Regions from separate parts of the Hordeum vulgare genome. Here region 2 is linked to region 1. Evidence: chromatin contacts called from public Hi-C data. All regions are on one chromosome and are shown on one strand. Each heading gives the region's core, a stretch centred on a gene start, on an enhancer-like site or on the middle of the called end of the contact. The rest is flanking DNA. Distances are from core to core; before and after follow the strand shown.

Region 1 (5,752 bases), core at 794-3,293:
TACGTAAGGACATGTTTCCTGATTTGCGCAAGTCAAAGCTAATGCCACGTGTTGATGGTCCTTTCAAGGTGTTAGAGAAAATAAATGATAATGCATATAGACTTGAGCTGCCTGCAGATTTTGGGGTTAGTCCCACTTTTAACATTGCAGATTTGAAGCCATATTTGGGTGAGGAAGATGAGCTTCCGTCGAGGACGACTCCAGTTCAAGAAGGAGAGGATGATGAGGACATCAACGCCATTGTTACACCCACAACCCCAACTGCTATACATACTGGACCAGTTACTAGAGCTTGCGCACGCCAATTGAATTACCAGTTACTTTCGTTTCTTGGAAATCCTTCTAATGTTCATGAACATATGATGTTGCCTAAGTTAGGTACTTTTGTTGTACTTATGAATGAAGGACCTAGCATGGACAAGAAGGATATCTGTTGGAGCGGGATCAAGCATGGAGAAGAAGGTGCACGCGCGGGAAAGAACAATGGAGCTTTCACTGGTGATTTTCGCACTTTGAAGCCACCATAAGGAGAGCATGAAGGCTTGGACGAAATATTCAAGATGCCACTTTATAAATTTAGTCCATAGGCTATTATAGGTGATGCGCCACCTAATGTTTGGGCCAGGCCCATGTAATTTCGAAATACCATGTTATAGGCTATTTTTAGAGTCTGTATGTGTGGGGAAACTGAGTTAGGGACGATTTCGGACCCCTCCTCAAAGGGGTCATGGAATTCCTCCTCTATTCCCCCATATATACAGCTCTCAGGGCGCCGTTTAGACCTGGGTTTTGTTTAGATTACAAGTTCGTCATAGCTCCAACTTCGCGTTCTTCGTTTGTGTTCCTCCACCAGATAAAGGAGTCACAGAACCCCACTTTCATCAATGAAGCTTTCCTCTTATATTCACAATATCCAGATTGCAATTTTAGTTTCTTGCTTCTTCTTCGTTTGCGTGCAGAAAACAGACCCTCGTGGTCAGGTGGATCATGCTCCGTGCGTGGTCAATAATCTCTCGGAGTTGGTTTAGCGATTGCTAAGATGCGACGTCCTCACATGTTCATAATCGGATCATCAAAGTCTATTCCACCAAAACGATAACAACATCTCATCGAAAAATAGGGACAACTTTGCCTATATTTTGATCGACCTCGACTCCGACGAGGACTGAGCTCCTCCGGCTCCTCTGCCATGTCGTCACCGCTGCACCCGTCATTTTTGGTAGCCTAGACGCGGGTACGCTGCACGCCACACAGTCCCCCCTACCTAGTACTCCCTCCGTCCCAAAATAAGTGACTCAAAAATGACTCAAATTTACACTAACTTTAGTACAAAGTTGAGTCATTTTTGAGTCACTTATTTTGAGACGGAGGTAGTATGAAGAACTGATGTAGGTTGCTCATGAAGAATGTGTATTTTAGTGAAAAACCATGATGTAGTTTCACCGGCGAACGTCTTTTTCTTTAAATTTTACAGTTTCATATACGAAGCCTAATCTTTAGCTCATGAAATGGTCCCGTAAAATTACTCTACACGACCTGGGTAAACGTATTTTACAGGTCACTCTTGTACGGATCTGCTAGAGATGCTCTTAGATATACCTGGCCAAACGGGTCGGTCCGGCACGACACGGCCCGCCTGGGCCCGATTAATATACGGGCCGTGCCGTGCCGGCCCGCGTGCCTGGTAGCCAGGCCCAAGCACGACACGGCTGGGTAAACGGGCCGGCCCGAGGAACGATTAGCACGCTGGGCCTGATTTTTTTATAAAATCTAAAAAAATATATAAAAAAAATAAACGGGCTGTGCCGTGTCGGCCCGCGTGCCCAGCCTCCAGGCCCAGACACGGCCCTAGGCGTGCTTCATGCCGGGCCCGAGCACGATTAGCCCGTGTCGGGCCGGGCCCGTATTGTACCAGGCAAGCGGGCTGTCGGCCGGCCCATTTAATCGGCCCGTTTGGCCAGATCTACTCTTAGGGTACTTGATGTCAAATCTGACCGTGCACGCATGCTCGAATGGACGTTTGCATAGGAGACCCTGTAACAGAGAAAGTATCCCGATCAGAGGCGCAAATCGTTAAGTGTAACATTCTGATTTCTGCTGCTGCTGCTGCTCCTCCTCCTCCTTGCACCTTCCACCCTTCGATACCACGTCTTCTCCTTCTCTACCTTTCTTCCCATAGAAGAACCCAATCCAAACCCCAACTTTGAACGAATCCCAATAAACTACCAAAGAGGTTTCATTTTGGGTCAGATCTAGCCCAGAATCCGCCACTATCCGCCGAGGTGAGACAGATGATCCCGATCTTTGGTCGTATGCTAGCACCCGCTCCTAATCTGATCCCGTGGCCATTGTCTACTCGATTGCTGCAGTGAAGTAGAGCGGCGAGCGGCGAGGAGGGACCATGGCGTCGTTGCCAGATGAGGAGGAGTCCTTCGAGCACACGCTGCTGGTGGTGCGCGAGGTGTCAGTCTTCAAGATCCCGCCGCGCACCACCAGCGGCGGATACAAGTGCGGCGAGTGGCTGCAGACGGACAAGATCTGGACGGGCCGCCTCCGCGTGGTGTCGTGCGGCGACCGCTGCGAGATCCGGCTCGAGGACCCGGGCTCCGGGGACCTCTTCGCCGCCTGCTTCGTGCTGCCCGGCCAGAGGGACAGCGCCGTCGAGACCGTGCTCGACTCGTCGCGCTACTTCGTGCTCCGCATCGAGGACGGCAGGGGGAAGCATGCCTTCGTCGGCCTCGGCTTTGGCGAGCGCAATGAGGCCTTCGACTTCAACGTCGCCCTGTCGGATCACGAGAAGTATGTCAAGAGGGAGCAAGATAAGGAGACCGGTGGTGAAGACGCAGATGACAGCCAGATTGATATCCACCCAGCGGTGAATCGCCGGCTCAAGGTACTAGAAAATGGCCCAGTTTCTCTCTTTTGCTATTGCTAGGCTATAGCGTAATCTGTGATTGATCAAAGATTATATTTCTACTGCCAAGTTAATTGCCCTTTATCTGAAACATGTTCAGAAGTTAAGGGCCAGTAGAAAGTTACATAATGACCAAACGAATACATATCCAAGTAGGTCAAGTATCTAATATTCTGCTACAAAATGCTGACGTCTTCGTCCAAAAGAATAAGGGCCGGTAGAAGGTTACGTAATGACCAAACGAACAAGAAAATATATGTACTAATTGTTTTGTACGACATTTGTTGATAAAGTTGAAGTGAAGGCAGCTATAGATGCAATGAATTTGGTTTCTAACATGATAGGCATGCTATGAAGATGAGAAAACATCGAACCAAATCACTGCAAAATTTAATAAGCCGTTTTTTGATTGGACATATAGGTGAGAATTTCTCTGTTACTGGCTCAGCAGGCCAAAATGGTTCTACTGGATTAGAGTCTACACATTAATTGTTTGTCCCATGTCCATTCTCATTTTTCTCCATGTGTATGCAACTTCTGCTCATCTAGTAGTCCCTAGACGGATGAAGCTTTGCTAGAGTTGGATTTCTTGGTTATTGTCACGAGGTTGATATTTGTGACATGATGCACCACATTTTTGGTCTTTTTTTTTACGCGGGTCTATTATTTCTTATATGGATCCAAAAATTTGAAGCTCAAACACACTTTTTCCAGTATCCACATTTTCTAATAGTTTGTCTTTGTAAGAGGTGTAGCCATCATGGTAATGGGACTAATGCTTTTGCCGGATGCATGACCCCTATGGTTGTATATCTGTTCCTGATATTTTGATGATGGTGTCCCTGCTGTGTAGGAAGGTGAAACCATTAGGATAAACGTGAAAAACAAGCCATCAACTGGAAGTGGCATGCTTTCCTCTGCTGGTTTATCCGGTGGGGCCACTGAAAAACCTAAAGCAAGCATGCTCCTTGCACCACCGCCAGGTGCAACCGGGAAGCTTCGGTCTCCGCTCCCACCTCCACCTAACGACTCTGCATCTGCAAGAATGAATTCTGGACACAACGCTGGAACCAGGAGCTCAAAAGAACCTACCAAGAAAAACATCGACCCCTTTTCAGATATTTCTGCTATAGAGGTGAGAGTTAAATTTTGTACTTTCACTACAATCTCTACGTTTCTTGCAATATATGATTGTAAGTGATGCCTGCCCAGCTTCTCCTTTGCTTTGTCTTGTCTTGATGGCCGATACATCTCTTCTCATCCCGGACTTCCATTATCTGTGGTACGCAGCGAAGCCTGCCCTCATCGGCTGAGCTAGGACAAACAAAAAGCACCGGTGCCGGATGGGCAGCATTTTGACAATGGAAGGACATCTGTTGTGTCACGTAAAAAAGACAACGAAAACCGTGTGACTGAAAAAGTACACAGAATTTCTACTCACGGGAGCCTGTACCCTATGAAATCACATGGTGAAAAATGATGATCTGCATCCACTTGGTACTTGAAAAATAAACATTTGTGGAGGTGATGTTATCTATCAAGGCATCAACCCGCATGGATTCAAGGAGCTCCAAAAGTCTGAATATTTTCCTGAATAGGAGTGTGAGTTTCCTTGTTTGTCGAATTTGTGTTTGCCAGATCTCATATACTGATACAAGAATCATACTGACCTCCACTTGTATTCTGCCCTGAAAGATTCGAGAGTACTGTTTATGCGAAAAGCTTGTTTTATTCGATCATTTGTGAAGATTCGTTTGAAAACTAGAGTTAATTTGTTCTCTGCACTGACCTGATAATGGTTTAATTGTAACAACTATCATACAAACATCCAGAATAGCAACATTGAACAGTTGTGCAACCAAGAATGCATCTGAATGTGAAGTGTATACCTCGACAAAATGAAATTTAAAAAGAAAAAATACCACTAGCAGAACAAAGCAAAGCAAGCGATATGTATATATGTAAGCATTTTGCCATACATTGATGCCGACAACTTTTTTTTGAAAAAAAGAAGTAGACGCCAGCATGATGTTGACAAAATCAAATGCAGAGAAGTAAAGCAAAGCCACAAAACTAATACTTTCTTCGACCCATAATATAATAACGTTTTTACACTATTATGTGATGGAGGGAGTAGGTTGTAAAAGCGGTATCACAGCTTCAATAGTTTTAGTCTGTTAAGACTGTCAATGGATTGTTGTGCATTTTTCCCTTGGGAAACACACTAAACGAAAGCCACTCATTCAACTGTGTATTTTTAGCATCCCCTGTTTCTAGCCTACAGGCTGGCTTCTGTGCCACCAGCTAAAACATTTGGTGACTATATTTCGACGCCCCTGGACCTAAAATTCAGGCCAAAATTCCCCACCAAATTGGAGCCATGCAAACAAAATTGTGATCCTAAGTTCGGGGCCAGTTCATTCACATGTAGATGGATTTTTACCCCAAACAAATTTTGCCTCAGTCAAGACAAGTACTGGATGCAGTTTCTTCCTAGACAAGGGTGCCTCATAGGCTTATGCATTTGATTGTTTCTTGCTCTTGTTATCCCGTTTGCAATGGATTCTGCGAGGAGCTGGTTCAACAAGCTCCAAACGAGGGAGAAATCCATCGGCAAGAAGAAAGATATGCCTCCAAGTGGCAAGGAAGGGACCGATGAAGCGCCTTCCAGCGCGACAAAGCAAAGGGTCGCCGCGGCAAAGCAGTACATCGAGAAGCATTACAAGGAGCAGATGAAACATCTACAAGATAGGAAAGAGAGGTATGTAATGAGGATACATGCTGCATCTTGGCCGATTGTCATAAGTTCTAACTATCAATAAGGTCTAGTATTTTACC
Region 2 (5,796 bases), core at 2,042-4,541, 770 kb after region 1:
TATTTACCTACGGACCATTGCGGAGATCCTCGTGATGTCAGAGATCTCATCTCGGACTCTGAACAACATTCGGTCACCAATGTACATATCCCAATACTAGTCTAGCATCATTGAACGTTAATGTGCGGATCCTATGGGTTCGAGAATCATGTAGACATGACAGAGACAACTTTCCGGTTAATAACCAATAACGGGACCTCGATGCCCATATTGGTTCCTACATATTCCATGAAGATCTTTATCGGTCAAACCACGATGTCAAGGATTCAGTCAATCTCGTATGTAGTTCCCTTTGTGCGGCAGTATGTTAATTGCCCGAGATTCGATCGTCAGTATCTGCATACCTAGTTCAATCACGTTACCAGCAAGTCTCTTTACTCGTTCCAAAATACAAGATCCCGTGACTAACCCATTGGTCACATTGCTTGCAAGCTTCTTGTGATGTTGTATTACCGAGCGGGTCCAGAGATACCTCTCCGTCAAACGGAGTGACAAATCCCAGTCTCGGTCCATGCCAACCCAATAGACACCCTTTGAGATACCTGTAGAGTACCTTTATGATCACCAAGTTACGAAGTGACGTTTGATACACACAAGGCATTCTTCCAGTGTTAGGAAGTTGCATGATCTCATGGTCTTAGGAACAGATACTTGACATGAAGAAAGAAGTAGCAAAAAACTAATTGATACGGTCATGTGCTATGCTTACGGTTGGGTCATGTCCATCACATCATTCTTCTAATGACGTGACCCCGTTATCAAATGACAACTCATGTTTATGGTTAGAAAACCTTAACCATCCTTGATCAATGAGCTAGTCTAGTAGAGGCTCACTAGGGATACGGTGTTGTTTATGTATCCACACATGTATCTGAGTTTCCGATCAATATAATTCTAGCATGGATAATAGACATTTATCATGAACATGGAAATATGACAATAACCAATTTATTATTGCCTCTAGGGCATATTTCCAATATAGTGGGTAATCATAAGTAGGTTGTTTGTTCAAGTAAGAACAACACCTAGGCACCGGTCCACCCACATATCAAATTATCAAAGCAATGAACGTGAATCAACTCAACATGATGAACATGATTAGACGGAAATTCCCATGTGTCCTTGAGAGCACTTTAATTTATATAAGAGACCTTTCAGGCTTGTCTTTTGCTACAAAAAGTATTGGGTCACCTTGTTGCACACTTGCTACTATTGTTACTTATTACTTGTTACCAATTATCTTGTTACAAAACTATCTACCATTGTTACTCACAGCTCTTGTAGAGAATACCTTGCTGAAAATTGCTTATCATTTTCTTATGCTCCTCGTTGGGTTCGACAATTTTTCTTATCGAAAAGACTACGACTGATGCCCTATACTTGTGGGTCATCACATACCCTTAGGGAGAAGGTTGGTAGGAGTTAATCATTGCGCGCCTTCGAACCGAACAACGCATAGGATTTCAAACCGACATAAGAACGCTCACACATCATCATGGTGCCATAACCAATATTTAGATGAGTAATTAATAATATTCTTTAATACTGATATTTTTACTAACAAATAACCATGTAGTCATGCACTTTCATATTACTACATCAATATAATTAACCCACAGTTCTCTTTTAGTGAGCTACATGATTTTTTTATTATATCCTGCTTGAATACCTATTTTTTTGGACTAGTCTTATAACTCGCGCATATTTCCATTACTATTTCTTAGAATCTCCAAAATATTTAAGCGAAGCATGAGAGTATCATTATTTCTATAAAATTTACACGCCGTTGAGCTCTAAAAGATACAAGTGAAGCACTACAACAACTGACTAGCTCAAAAGATATAAGCGAAGCATATAGACTATTCTAACAAATTCTAATGAACACGTGTCTCTCTCATATACGTGTGTCCGTCAAACAATTATTGTGACAAACCAAACGAAAACAAGACTACAATACATTACGCTCCAAGCAAAACACATATCATGTGATGAATAAAAATATAACTCTAAGTGACATAACAATAGAATGGAGATGAAAGAGGGAATGCCTTCCGGGGCATCCCCAATATTAAAAGCTCAGGTCTTATAGGCAACCCCACTATGTGAGCTTATAAAAGCTACCATAATAAGTACAATATTATTGACCATCGAAGTACCCATAGTTCTTGGCATATGCTTGTGTAATATGCCCTGAAAACCAAAAAATGGTAGAAAAGAACCATTAATAAAGAATGCTAAATTACCGAGTAGCAAGCGATCTTATGATGACAATGCCCATAGAAAAAAATGTGCACAAGAAGGAAGGGATACTTTGCTAGGCCGCTTGAAGGAGACAATATCTCACGGAGGGGGAGGGGTATAGAGGGCGAGTGAGGGCGGACACATGCAGAGGTATGACTGACGGGGTCGTTGGCCAACACAACAAGAAGCTCGCACAAGCAACAACATGATGAACCAACTGATTTCACCCCAACATCATGTGCACAAACACACACTCCATCACGGAGTAAGGAGTACCAATACTTTAGAGCATACTCATGGAAGCCAACATGAAGGAGTGAAGTTTAGGAAGATGCAAGAGACAATGGAGCTTCTCTCACAACAACAGATGAAAACCTCCAACAACAACGCTAGCAAAACTCGAGCTACTTCAATTGCGAGGACGACGTCGAGGCCTACCTAGCACACCACCGATGTCGTCCGTGCCAGCCACCCGAGTGCCCTCCACAACCCACCCCAATCTATAATTAGCCTCCCTGCACGCGCATATCGACATGTATCCTCAGAGCCGCCACACCACTTAGGTTTGACCAAAAGAGACCAACTGTTCCTACACTGACAACCGCGGCCAAAACCCTCTTCCACTTCTCGAGGTGTCCCACCAAAAAAACCAACCCCTCATTTCTTCAGATCTACATATCTAATGCCAAGATTCTGATCAAAACCGGACACCACCCTAAAAATCAATGCACTTAATTAAATGAGAGCGCTTCAATTCTAGCAAGATAGCGAATTAAAAGATGTTTAAATTTGCTTATGAAGTGACTGTTTTGACATCGACCATACATATTTCAAACAAGTACCAATAATATAACAAGATAACAATGCAATATTCATATCGCTTTCATTTGCTAGTATCGAAGATCTCCAATTTTTATCATTAGAGAAATAAAAAGATTAGAGAAATAAAAATAATTGAAGAACACAAAACCGCTTCCAGTGCACGGGTTTGGCTGCATTCTCAGCCACATCAGCTCCATTTAGCCACACGGAGCGAAAGTGCCATCGGAAAGACGATTTCATTTTGCCCTCCGCTGTTATATCGACGCGCACCATTAGCTAGCAGCCTAGCACCACCATCTTCCGCTCTCCCCCCCATCTCCTCCCACCTGCTGCCGCTCGCTTGTCCCGGCCTAGGGTTTCGCCTCCACCCGCCCCCGGCCCTCGCCTCAGATCTCGACGCCGGCGACCCCCGATCCTCCTAAGCCGCCTGCCGCCAACCCCGCCGAGTCCCGATTCGTCACTCACCCCACGCCGCGCCACCGCGCCACCGCGTCCTCCAGCCTCTGGACGCGCTCGCGGGGAACAGATCTAGGGTTCGGGGCCTTGCTTGGTGCATGAGAAGGGCACTAGGGTGTTGACGGCATGGAGGTGGAAGCGGCGAGGAGGGATGCGTCGGCTCTTGACCCGGAGTTGCTGCAGCTGCCGGAGCTCGCGCCGGGCGCTCTCCGGGAGAACTCAAGCATAGCCGAGGCACTCTATTTCCAGTGGCTCGTGCTGCCTGAGTCGTCCAAGCTGGTAACCTCTCACGCGTCCTGTTGCCTTCGCCTGCTCCTTTGGAGGTGCTCCTATATTGTCGTGGTTCGTCCGTTGATTTTGCGTGGCCTTTTGTGATCTCGTGTTGGAACTCTTGAAAAATGTTTGTTAGAATGCTCTGCCTTGGTGGCGTCTTATGCTGCAGTGATCTGCATGGGTTTAGATTGTCATGTTCGTATTACGAGTGCTAGCTTAAGCCGAGGATAGAAAGCGATGAGGTCTGGTACATCAAAGGCTAAGGTTCTGTGGGAGAGTGTGATTGTAGTAATTTTTGCGCAAATATGTACTTGGCCTGCTTCTTCGGGGAGCTTACTTTCTGCTCCTCAGTTGCCGTGAATGAATATGTACCATCTGTACTAATTTTGGCTTCTTGAACTGATGTGCTTACTATTGGTTTTTGAGACGAGCCCTCACCGTATTCATCAGCTTTATCATTATATTAAAGATAAAGGAATGTTGGTATGATAATCAATGTTGCATGTGTTTAGAAGAATGATGGATTTCAGGAGACGTGGACTCGAATGCTGTACTGAAATCTAGTGCTATCAAGATATTTGTTTTATGCTACAACAATTTGTGTTATACTTCGAGCCGATGCTCACTTAAAATGATAGTTCACTCTTCTTAGGACATTCTCGCAGTGGTGCACTGTGCTAGAGATCTGGCTTGAATTGTCTGGTTCCATGTGAGAAGGTTTAATTGTTGTTTGGGGTGCATATTTTGTTGAGCTCTTTTTGGCTGCTAATTTGATGCATACCTGTGCAGAGCAGTAGATATAATGCAGCATAGAATATATAGCTCTTGTTGATGGGATGCCTACTTTGCTGGTCAAACACATGAAACCTTAGAAAAAAGAACTCATGCTGACAATATCGTGTGCGGTGTTACCTGTAGTGTTAACACGGTCTCAAGGCTTTACCACTCCAGTGTTTATTGTTGTTCTCCCAAATGATGCTACTAACATTTCGTTGTTTTCTCTGCTTTGTTATGTTGAATGTTGTCTTGAGTGTTATGGTTGGGCATAGCGTAGTAGTCAACGACATGCTACCTTTTTTGCGGGAAACAACATGTTATCAAATAGGTCAGCAGATGACATAACTGCTCGCCTTGACTGGCAGTAGTCCAGGAGGCACAGGGACTCCACCGCCCCTCATCGTTAGCCTTTTGTAGTTCAAAACTACCGTGCATCGTCACCTCCCCGCTCAGTGTTGTCGCTTCGCGAATACACAGCTCTCATTGGGCTTTCTTAGCTCCTTCATCTTGCTGGTTTTCTCTGCTGCTTGTTGTGCATCTCACTTGTTAGCTCCGTCGCCCTCTGCTTTGCTGTTGGCAATTGAGCATGTGAGTAGGTAGTGGATGCTTTGATATTCTTTTGTCTTCAGATGATGTTTTGGACCAAGTGGCTAGTGGGACATGTATTCTCCATTTCCGCCTTGTTATATATGTTGTAATGCGCTAATTAGGTTAAGCTAAGGTACTGTCTAGTGTCACCGATATGGGGTTCCTCGCTCCCTAAGCTGCCGTGATAACTATGCAGTGCTATACATGTATTGGATATGTTTGATTTTCCATGTGTGATTATTTGACTGGATTCCTGGCTCCCCAGGCTGCCGTTACTACTATGTAGTGCTATATATGTATTGGGATATGTTTGATTTTTAACGTGTGATTATTTGGACAATATAGATCTACTATATGGGCTGGCTTCTTACATCTTGTATTTCAGGCATTGCTTAATATATATAGCAACATAGCAGATGTTTCAAATTTTAACCTGTCTGTATATATGGTATATGCTTGAAATAGCTCACTCTTCTGGGAATATGGAACGTATGTTGACGTTTGTTCTATACTTCATTAACGGGACATTAAATAAAGTTTGAGCTCACTAGTTTCTTGTAGCCGCGTATCTTGCAGCTACACTCTTTTAGTGTTTTTTTTTCGAGTTCGTTGTTTCTTGGGTCCTTGGGCCATTCTGTA

What was found. Hi-C and Micro-C count contacts between places; a contact is called where the count stands out from the background.
Region 2: a Hi-C map of leaf shows a contact between it and region 1, with 8 times the contacts expected there. The contact joins the promoter of LOC123430999 here to the promoter of LOC123430979 in region 1. A contact is called at or near these places in 2 of 6 Hi-C or Micro-C datasets (leaf and seedling) and 1 of 1 datasets of contacts at active chromatin or transcription factors (embryo).

What each region holds. Positions count from the first base shown.
Region 1 is chr1H:274,967,013-274,972,764 of MorexV3_pseudomolecules_assembly, forward strand. It overlaps LOC123430979, which reads left to right and starts at 2,044. Exons shown (of 4, transcript XM_045114805.1): 1 at 2,044-2,282; 2 at 2,370-2,893; 3 at 3,768-4,049; 4 at 4,205-4,675. The coding sequence starts at 2,402. The coding sequence ends at 4,273. LOC123430968 (serine/threonine-protein kinase tricornered-like) reads left to right here and starts at 4,765. Exons shown (of 13, transcript XM_045114795.1): 1 at 4,765-5,675. The coding sequence starts at 5,473.
Region 2 is chr1H:275,732,864-275,738,659 of MorexV3_pseudomolecules_assembly, forward strand. LOC123430999 (probable serine/threonine protein phosphatase 2A regulatory subunit B''delta) reads left to right here and starts at 3,292. Exons shown (of 13, transcript XM_045114827.1): 1 at 3,292-3,798. The coding sequence starts at 3,646.